2 separate regions of the Mus musculus genome follow, and region 2 is linked to region 1. Evidence: chromatin contacts called from public Hi-C data. All regions are on one chromosome and are shown on one strand. The core of a region is the stretch at or near the end of the contact, and the rest is flanking DNA. Distances in the headings are between cores, read along the strand shown.

Region 1 (5,678 bases), core at 32-2,531:
ACACACCTACTCCAACCAGGTCACACCTATTCCAACAAGGCCATACCTCCAAATGGTGCCACTCCCTGGTCCAAGAATATATAAACCATCACAGTGGAAGACTATTTTAGCCTCACATTTCTGATCAATCTTCTGCAACCCATGTCTGTTAATGAGTACTGAATGCTAACAAGAAGGCAGGTGCTTTGCTAAACCTACATATGCATTATATGATTTAGTTTCACAGACTGGGCCCTGTTATTTGGTAAATGAGATTTTTGTAAAAACTCCTAACTGGTATATGTGAAAGAATATTAAATTCTATATTCAATATGTTTTAAATGACAATAGACAAAGTCTGCATTATTGAATGGGTCCCAAATGAGGAGTCATGCAAATTGCTTGATTGTATAACCAGATTCGAGTTGTCTCAGTGATCTAAAGTTATTCTTAAGCCTACACATTCAACTACAAAGTAGTCATGGTGGTGTAAGAAAGTAATGGCGTATCTAAGTACTCCTTATATTAATAAAAATCAGTTCTGTGTAGCTTCGGAAGTATGGGTTTACAGCATGGACACATTGCGATATTCATAATTAGTTTGAGCAAAGAAACTTCATCCCTAAAGCACTTTAAGAAATTAACTAATTAATCTTCCCTATACCCTTTAGAGAGAGAGATAACTGTTTCCTTTCTGCAGAGAGCCTCTGTCAAGGGATTGAAAATGCTTTATGAATATTATATATGGTGATAAGCAGGCTCCAGGCATTTCAGATACACAGAGCTGACATTGAGGATATTAGAACTCATTCATGCATTGTGCAAATGTTTATTTCATGTCATTACTGGAAATCTATAATCATGGAACTGATGCCCTGGGAGAAGAGGCTGCCTCTGCCTGCACTGCACAGCACTGGAGTGTATGTGGGATGTTCTTAAGAGAGAGCACTAATCCTTCTTGACATCCTTTACCCAAATATACAATTTATCTTATAAGGGCTGCTCCTCCACATTCAAGGAGACATTTGGATGCCCTGAAATTGTTATGTAGCCCCCAGTGTTTGCAGTCCTCTATTGTTCAAGGTAGGAATACTTATAACTGCAACGGCTCCCCATTCATCTTTAATTTTGTTCCAGTTCCAGCAAGCTAAAAAGAACGAAGCATCTCATCCGGATTCTGAGAGATTTTCTGTTACTAAAGTACTAATTTTGAAGCCTTGATGACAAACAGGATGGTGCCTTGTCTTTGTTGGCATTTCCTAGGCACAGAGTCTTCAAGGGGACATTTGTGCAAATAATTTACACAGTGACTGCTCTCCTAATTTTAGCCTATGGTCATCTGATTCTGTTGCTAAGGAGAACAGCAAGGCAGAAGGGAATGGCAGAACAAAGTGACTCACTTCATGCTAAACACAAAGCAAAACCACCCAAGGAAGGGTCTGGGGAAAAGATATATACCCCATAGACATGCATCAGTGATCTACTTCTTGCAAATAAGCCACAGCTTCCATTATCCTTCACTTCACAATAACTGCATCAAAGTATGAGCCCATTTTTGGATTATCCATTGGTAATGTTAGCGTCTTCATGATCCAGTCATACCATAGTGACCAAATGAACCAGTCCAGAGCCAAAACTGTAACATATGAACTTTTATGGGAGAGTTTTAAATATGTTATCTACTATATATCTGCATCTGTCAGTTATTGGGCTTGAGTTACTTCCAATGAGAGACTGCGTCCATAACAAGGCATCTCTGGCTAAGGCTTGAGTTTCTTAGCAGAGCTTAGCAGTCATCAAAGGTTACAGCAGCTGGAACAAGTTACATTGGAATAACAAGAGGCATCTAGGTATAGAATAGAGACTTCTGCATCTCACCTGTACCAGTCACATGCACTTGCTTCTTAGTGTTTCCAAGACATGCACATAACTTCTTCTGACCCAGATTTAATCATAATTTGCTGGTAAACTTGCAGTCAGAAGATTAGTGAGACAAATTACAGTACTGTTATTGCTGTTGATCCCGAAGAAGAATCTGAAACACACTCTATCTCTCTCTACCTACTATGACTACCTTCCGTCAGTGACATTTCTAGTTGGTCCTGTGGTTACACTTAGCCCCTCATCCTCGGTGCTTCAGACCCTGCGATGGCTAGGCCTCCTCTAGGCCACTGTGCTTACCATTTCATACAAAACTGAATGTGAAACTGTAAATAGAGGTTTCACCAGAGCATGTGTATCTCGGGTGTATTTCTTTCTGCTCCTTTTAGAGGATATTAATCTTATTCCCTCTTGAACATCTACATAGTATCTCTTTTTTTGTCTCTTCTTTTGTTTGAATAATGATCCCAAACTCAGCAGGCAGCAGCAATAGGTTTATGTCTAGTGAGACTTTTACTGACTCTACTGGTGGAATTTTCCATCTCAGAGGACCAGAATCATTATTCTATACAGCTTAATGTTATCAAAATAGGAAGTACAAATTCCTAAAAAAGTCATTTATGTTGACTGTTACTGGCTTCTTTTCATTTCTGAGCCTTAGTTCCTAAATTCATATGCTCTAGTTACTGGGTATATAATGTCATGTAAGGATTTCAAGTCACTGATAGAACATATCTTGAAGAACAACATCTCACACCAGTAGAATACTATACAAACTGGGATATTTCAGGATCCCTGGAGCCTACCATTGTATGCCTACTGCTATATACTCTGGGGTTAGTACTAGTTAAGGGATTGTCATATGCACAGGTAACCCCTGCTGCTACCACAGGACAAACTGCCATCCTTTCTAGAGTAGAAAACATACATGCACTTAAGTTACATCCACTCTTTTCCTTTACCTTTAAAAGGTGACACAAATACTAGGAGCTCAAGAAAAAAAAACCAACTCATTTTTTGTTGATCGAATATTCAGCTGTAGCATTAAGCAGATAAATGTAAGTGAAAATGGATCTGTGTTTTTAGTTCATGTATACTCTGTTTTAAAGTTTTGAATAATTTTGCATTTATTTAGAGAAAGTGTGTGTGCATGAGTGTGTGCGCATGCATCTGTGCATGTGTGTGTGTGTGTGTGTGTGTGTATGAGAGAGAGAGAGAGAGAGAGAGAGAGAGAGAGAGAGAGAGAGAGAGAGAGAGAGATGTGCTGGCATGGAATTTAGAGGAAAACTTGCAAGAGTTGATCCTCTCTCTCTCTACAATGTAGAAATGAACATTAAGTGGGAAGTGTATTTCATCACTGAGCCGTCTCACTAGCCCATATAGCATCTATTATATCCATGATTACACTTTTGATAAGCCCAGTGTATAAATATGAAGGTGGACAAGTACAGAATCAAGAATAAATCAGGGCTGTCTAATTTGTTAGTGCTTTATCTGCAGTAGGTACAGCCTCCTTCTGAGTTTATTCCATCATTGATGGTACTGCGGTACCACAATGAAATAAATGAGGACAGGAGGAAGGGAATCACTTTTCACACATCTTGAGCTTTTGAGAGTGTCACTAATCCCGCAACTGACTCGTGTGATGTTGCATTTGCATTTTAAAAATGTTTTATTTATTTGAGAATTTCATGTATGAGAACTATATTTATATAATTTCTCTCTTCCTTTTCCTCCCTCCAACTCTACCCATTAGCCTAATTTCCTTTCAAATGTGTAACCCCTTGATTTTAAATTTTACAAAATGCGTATGTACACACAACATATGCATTTATACAACTTATTGGGCCCCTTTACTGTCACTAATATGTACATCTGTCTGTGGCTCATCACTTGACACTGGATAACCTATTAGAGGTATTTTTCCCCGTCTTGGGAGTCCTTAATTGCTTGACACTCTTTATCAAGCAATGGTATCTTATGAGATTCCTCCAGTAGCATTGCCATGTCAACTGGTGTTATTGTGCAGGTTTGGCTGAGATTTAATATGCACAACTTCTCTGTCCTATCTAGAAGGCACTACCTCACAGATGTCCTAGTCCTCAGGCCCTTACAGTCTTTCTGTATCCTCCTCTGTGATATTCTCTGAGCCTTAGGAGTAGGGGCTGTGTTTTAGATCTATCAGTTGATCTTGGACACCCCACAGTCAATTATCTGCCTGTGGACCAGTTGTGGCTTTCTGTGATGGTTTCTGTTTTTTGCAAAACGAAGCTTGATGGGGGATAAAGGTTACACTTATCTGTGGATGTAAGGATATGTATTCCAAATGTAGTTATAGCGTATCCTCCTTTAGGAAAGTAGGAGTAGATCCTTCTTGAGCATCCACACCTTATCAGCCAAGGGTAGTGAGCGAGGTTGACACTGGATACATTTCTGGGAAATGTAAGTTCCCGGGCTTACATTTCTCCTTGGTGAAGGGCCCTAAGTCCAGTTAAATGCCTGCATTTTTTTACCCCCAAGATAAAACTGCCACAATTGCCAAGCCAGCCACTGTTGGGGTTCATAGGCTTTGTAGCTGTTTCTCTCTCTTGGCAGGTTATATAACACCTTTGGATACTGCGAAGGATAATCCTCAGGGAGAAAGCTTCCAGATCACATCTAGCTTGATCACCCCACGTCCTGTGTTCCAAGTGTTTGGTGTCCTCAGCAACGGGGTCTTATCTTAGGTGACTTGTGGCAGCCAAGGTGAATGGCAATATTGTTTTGGGATTCTCTTGGATTTCTCTGACCAACAACTTAACCCCATGATTAACACTGGGGTTTTTATTAGATAGTCTATGGATTAGGAATTGGGGAGGGGGCATTATCATCCAAGTTATGTGTTTAGATTCTAAGACAGAAGTGTTCAGGAACTCTACTTAGCCTTTCCAGTCCTAACAACACTCCTTCCCTAGGCAAAAAGGAAAATAGGTGAAGACTCTTTCAACCACTAAGTATGCCTCTTCTTATTTTATTCTCAGGTATTGGAAAAGTGAGCAGTGGACAAGTCTATAAAGTCCCTGGCTCAACTGTGTGACCTTGCAAGACAGTTCTATGTTTATTTTCTGACTACCATTCGTTGATTGTACAGTGTCAGTAGAGGGAATGTGATCATGTGTAGAGTTGCTCTGTGTTATAGATAATATTAAATAACTTTCAAAATAAATGAGCTATGTATTAGGCCATAAATGTCTGCTGGTCTCCATGGGGAAAGGATTGGGAACTACTATTTTCTATGGTATAGTTGAATTCTTAATTCTAGAGGACTTAGCCTTTTTAAAAAAACATTAATAAATTTGAAAAATCATATCAGGTGTCATAACTGGACTGTTTTCCATTTGTGACTGTGTGTGTGTGTGTGTGTGTGTGTGTGTGTGTGTGTGTGTAAAAGCATGAGTCTGTGCTATTGGCTACATAGATGACATGCTCACTGCTCAGAATCATTTGAAATCTGATTAGTCTGCGTTAGAGCAGTCTTTAGTACTTTATTATCTCATCCTTTTAGGAAGCAGCACTTCAAGCTGTGCACTGGCTTTCAGTATGGCAGAGCTCCATTATGTGATATGTAACATCCTAATTTCCCAGGACAGGTTATTAAACTTGGACTCACATACATCTGCACACAGTACTGGAATCAGGAGAAAGGCTGTGGGGCTCATCCTTGATGATCGGATCCGGTCTCCATTACCAGGATTTACAGGTCCAGCTGCAGCAAGGGTTTGGTGCTGTCTTCCTTCTCAGATGATACCATAGACTCAGGGAAGCACTTGACTACATTT
Region 2 (5,299 bases), core at 2,009-4,508, 99 kb before region 1:
TCTGACTTTTATACCTAAGTTTCTCTTTGCGCTAATTATATTCATGGTCATTGAGAAAATGAGAAGTTAGTCTCAACAGGAGGGGGGCAGTACTTTAAAAGACTCAATAAGGAGAAAAGTAGAAGACCAAAAAGTATGCTTGGCTAGGTATGATCGGCAGGAAGCCTTGAGGGTGGAGGCACAATGACGGTCTAGAAGGCGAAAGGGAGAAATCAGGTTAAAGCCAACTTCACCCTACACTGTGCTTTCTCGTCTCACAGATCCTGAGCAAGCACAGCCAACTGCTGAGGTTGAAAGGGCCTCTCCTGCGAGAAGACAGCCGAGGAGGATGTGAATCAACAGACCATATCCAGTGGCTTCCTGACCTATCCTGCCTGTTTGTGTTTGAGAACTGTATAGAAACACACACTGCATCAGCTGATTACATGTTGCAACTGCAGTTCTGCCTCGGCAGGTGACTCTAAAAGTTCCAAGATAAATAAATGAGGCTTTGTTTTCTTCTATCTAAAATGGTAACAATATCCTCCTGTAATAGAATTTTTTATTTTTTTCTCCTGATCCAGTAATGCCAAAATGAAAGGCTCCTGACCCCTGTTAAACTCAACTACAAACTGAGTAACCTCAAACTATTTGCAGTAGTATAGTACTTCTTATGAATTTAATATATACGAGACATTAGGAAAGGAAAAAGTTGTAATCAGTATATATCTTCCTCAATATCCATGACTTTACTAGCTAATAAATATTCCATGAAGAAACAGAGAGGGCCACAGGCTGAGGCTCTGTCTAAGCCATAGGTCAAAGTCTGGCTCTACCACTTATTTACTTCCGAGACGACCATAGGTGATTACAACATAAAGAGCAAACAGTAGATAAACACTGAAATGCAAGTCAGACTCTTACATATATATCACATGTAATCCCAGTAGCCTAACAGGCCAGGCCCAATACTTTCCTCACTTTGCAAACAAATTAAGGTGCAGAAAGAACAAGACACCTTAGCCAAGGTCAGCAGACGCCTAAGACAGGACAGCAGACTACCAGCATAGTCTTCTCATCTGTTGTAGGCAACAACTATTGGAAGTCATGTGTACCAGCTGAAGAATGGAAGATACCTGGAGAGAGCCTAGAATAGCAGTTGTCACATACTATGTAGACAAGAAAAGATGCAGGTTGTGCCAGAGACAGATCACACCACCAGAATTAAAACTATACATGCTCCTAATCCTCCATCATATTTCCAAGCCTTGGTACAGCTGATCTATTATAAGGCTGATCAAAGTTTATGTTCATATTTCACAACATGAAACAATAAAAGCTGAGAAAGGCTGAGGCCAAACTTACTGCTATCTCTCAATACATGCAGTTTCCTTTCAGTTGACGGGTGCATACCTGGGAATCTCAGGTATGAACTCTAATGTGCAATCACTGAATGTGGGAAACCCATTCAGTCTTTTTTCTGGAAAGTCAAAGCTGGGCATGGGGATTCATGTTTGTAATACAGCACTAAGGGAGGTTGAGGCAGGAGAATCACTGCCAGTCTAGGGTCAGCCTGAGCTACTCAGTGAGTTCTAGGATAGCCTGGGCTAGAAAACAAAACATAGTCGGATTAGGTTTCATAATTTGTCCTAAGGCCATAAAGTTCCCATCAAGTGGTTGCCACCTCACCAGCAATGATTTATACCTTTAACTCAGGTGCATCCTCGCTATAGAAGCCTACACAGAATAAACTAAACCTCTGACCATAAGTGCAAGAGTCTTTAGATAATGTGTGTAAGAAGAGCCGGTGCTCATTTTGTTTTTATGAACCACCCAGGTGACTTCAAATAGAGTTCTAAACAAAGATAAACAGGATTCTCAGCTTTTCCAAGACAGCAAACTACTTTTAAGAAGCTTACTACAAATTTAGGAAACTCCAAGAACTTGGGGTCTACTGCTGTCTCCTCCTCCACTGTTAAAAACAAAAGCGATCCATGCTCCAATATAACCAGAAACCTGAATCTGAACCCTGCTGCATTTATGCAGGGCAGAGAGAAAGCTGGGGAAGTCAAGTCACAAAGCTTTATGGCTCAAGAGCTACCAAAGTACTTTTTTTTTATCAAACTCATACACAAACACACGCACGGGGGGGGGGGGGGGGGATAGTTCTTTATCAGGTCTTCCAAGGGGCTGTGTTATATGAATTTGTAGTGTAATTTTTTTCAGGGTGCCATAAAAATGTCAATGACTCTTCTGTCATACAGAGCGCCTCCTAGGGTGGTCACAAGGCCTCTAAAAGACAAATTTGGAGAGAGCACGAGAAGGAGGGGCCAGGGGGACCCCACTTACCGAAAACACTGCATTCTGAAGCCCAAAAGGTATGGGAGTCAGCCGGGCCAGCGCCACCACCTTCAGGCCGCTTCCTCCCTCCACGACGCGGATAACGGCGCTCAGCTTGTCGCTGTTCTGGATCCTGGCAGCCACCCAGGCGGTGAGTAGCCGCTTGCAGACCACATGAGCGATAAAGGTGCCAATGAGGACGCCCACCACCATGAGCCCCATGCCTAGCACGAAGCCGTACAGGTAGCCGGCCGCCACATTAAGCACGATGTAGCCCCAACCGCAGGGGAAGGAGACCACGATGAAGCCCACGACGAAGAGCAGGACACCGAGCAGCGAGTCGAGGCTCTCCACCCAGAGCAGGAGGTGCTGCAGGTAGCGGCGGACCAGGGCCAGGGAAGCGAAGCACAGGGCGGCCAGCACGCACACCAGCACGAGGCTCCGGCACCAACAGGTGCTGCCGAGGCAGCAGCAGCGCCAGTTTCTCACCTCGGCCACCCCGACCACCACGCCGCCGCCGCTCCCGGGGCCGCCTGCCAACGCCCCGGCCGGCGCCGGCAAGTCCGAGGCCGCGGGCAGACCGTGGCGCTCCAGATAGGCGCCGAGCAGGGCGCCCGAGGCCGCCGCCGCAGCAGCAGCCGCCGCCGCGCTGGCCCCGCCCCCGCGGGGAAGGCGGTCCTCCGAGCGGTCCCCTCCCGCTGTCCGCTCCGGTGCCCAGCGGCCCGGCTGCTCCACGACTCCCGTCCGACCGGCGTGCTGCAAGGCCCGGGGCAGCGTGTGGGGCAGGCTCCCACCGGGGTTCCGCATGCCTCGGCCTCAGCCGGCCAGTGTCTCCACTCCCGCCGCGTCCCCCCGCCTGCGGCCTTCCATGGCACCCCGCACGCCAGGCCTCGGCTCCCTGCGTCCTCTCGCGGGGAGGGAACGGCCGGAGAAGGGCGGCAGCGGCGGTCGAGACGCGGTCCCGCCGGGAGTCGGTCGAGTCTGGACCCCGCGCCCGCAGAGCCCGCCCCCTTGGGCCCGAGGGGCGGGGCACGCGCAGAGGGGGCGGAGACATAGCTGGGTGGTCGGTCACGCCCCCGTGACGCCCGGCTGGTGCTGCGGATGAGTGGCGAGGTACCCGCGTCTCTCAGGCAACGGAGGCCTCGGCTGCCCGGGGCAGAAGAGTGAGGCGGAGGGAGGCCACGGGAAGCGGAAAGGGGACCCGGGGCTGCGCGCTCTCAGCTTCCACGGGCGCGCGCGTGCCTGCGTGTCAAAGACCCTTGGCCGCAGCTGCTGGGACTCTTGCCAAGTGCCTCTCTTTGGCTTCTGATTGACCTTTCCTGCAAACCAGCAGTGGGGTGTCGCTCTCCCCCAAAAGCTGTCTGGCGACTTTAGGGGAGGAGTTCTTATCTGTTCGTAGGAGGATAATTGTACCATCCCAGAGAGCAAAGTCTCCCAGTGGCTTCTAGATAACTCGGTTGTTTAGGAGCCCAGGGAATTGGTTGTGAAGAGCCACTCTTCAGAGAATGTGCCTTCTAGACCCTAGTCCTTTCCTGAATGCCAAGCACTGTGCTGCGTAGAGTGGAAAAGATTCCTCAAAAGACCTTTATAAAAAGGGTTGCTGTTACCAGCCCTTTCACGAGCTATGTATAGACTTATGACTGACCCAGTGCTAGGAGAGCAAGGTAAGGAATCAAAGATGTTAGCTAGAGTTCTTATCTGAGATAGTAGATAGAAGAAAGCCATTGACTTAAGGAAAATATTACAACTATGTACAAATGAAGTTGATGCATCAGAGTTGAGATGTCCATGATATCCACCCAAAAGTGGCATTCCAGTGGATGTTTGAAAATAGGAATATGGCGTTGACATGAATTATCACTCCTAGAAATTTTGACATTGATACACAGGCAACCGTTAAGACCATGGTTATGGATGACTGAATAGTAGTAGGTGTACTAAATATTCCCTGTATTCTCTACTCGGTCATAGTAGGCTGACTTCTATGTCCAGGCCTCGTGTTTGGGTCAGTCTCCACGATATATTCTGCCAAGTGACTTGTGACTAGCTTTTAGATGCTTTAGGAACCTTCCAAAATCCTTTCTCTCTTTGCCATTGTCAATTATTGGTGTTCCACAGAGTGAAGAGTAAGAATCCCAGTTACTTCTTGATGGAAGTATATAAATGAGTGAGAAGAAAAACCACGGACATGTGAGAGTTATATTATCAGGGCACTGTGATATCATCACTTCTGACTGGTGTGAATGAGAATAAGTCTGAGAAATTAAACCTTGAGGCATCAATATGCTACTTGGACCTTGTGAAGAGAATCCGAAAGACTGCCGAAATATTACTTAATATTTTATGATGATGATCATCATCATCATCTAGGCACTCCTATTTCCGTTTCTGCTCTGTCATTTACTCCCATACCGTACAGAAGCCTTGTGTTCGCTTCCAGTTCACATTGCAGACTAAAATCCAGATGCGGAGCCCTTAGCTCTGAGCCAGCTCTTGGGCTGCCAGCGCTCTGCACAGGCCAGTCTTGGATCAGTTCACCCATATTTATGCAGCACATGCCTATCCAAGATAACCATCTGTGTCCACTGGGCACAGTGCTCTGGCCACTGCAGTGTAAACTGTAACTGGACGTTTCCACTCTTGTGCCACTAGAATTTATTTCTTGTAGAATTATGAAGATTACATTTTACAATGGGAAAGGAGGCTTGCCTTGCTGCATTACACAGCATGATCAGCCTAAAACCCTTATGGGAAAATATTAACTCTCTCCCCTGGCCTACAAAGGTGTTTATGACCTCACCTGGCTGCCATCCCTACCTCACTGCCCTTGCCCTTCCCACACTAGCACACTGGCCTCCTAGCTCTCTCTTGCATTCGCAAGTCTCCTACTTGAGGTTGTTCACACTCTACCTCTGCTGACCTCTCTCTGGTGAATAGTCTTCCCTTGTCTCTTAGAAAGTCTAGTTTCCCTTTCCTTACT

Evidence for each region. Hi-C and Micro-C count contacts between places; a contact is called where the count stands out from the background.
Region 2: a Hi-C map of cortical neurons shows a contact between it and region 1, with 1.9 times the contacts expected there. The contact joins the promoter of Tmem64 here to the enhancer-like site in region 1. A contact is called at or near these places in 4 of 39 promoter capture datasets (cranial neural crest, embryonic stem cells, liver and 1 more), 4 of 484 Hi-C or Micro-C datasets (the C2C12 cell line, cortical neurons and embryonic stem cells), 5 of 115 datasets of contacts at active chromatin or transcription factors (the 230-238 cell line, the SCID.adh cell line, cardiomyocytes and 1 more) and 1 of 9 other capture datasets (adipose tissue).

Annotation. Positions count from the first base shown.
Region 1 is chr4:15,162,599-15,168,276 of GRCm38.p6, reverse strand. No RefSeq gene overlaps it. Among named protein-coding and RNA genes, the nearest start is that of Necab1, 16 kb to the right of the region's middle. Within about 2 kb of position 1,281, at least 4 of the 459 cell types and tissues checked have an H3K27ac peak or open chromatin away from gene starts, as enhancers often do. A contact at or near this core is called in cortical neurons, where this site is marked.
Region 2 is chr4:15,263,779-15,269,077 of GRCm38.p6, reverse strand. Tmem64 (transmembrane protein 64) reads right to left here and starts at 3,258. Exons shown (of 3, transcript NM_181401.3): 1 at 2,329-3,258. The coding sequence starts at 3,126. Gm51436 (a long non-coding RNA gene) reads right to left here and starts at 2,321. Exons shown (of 2, transcript XR_003955370.1): 1 at 1-2,321.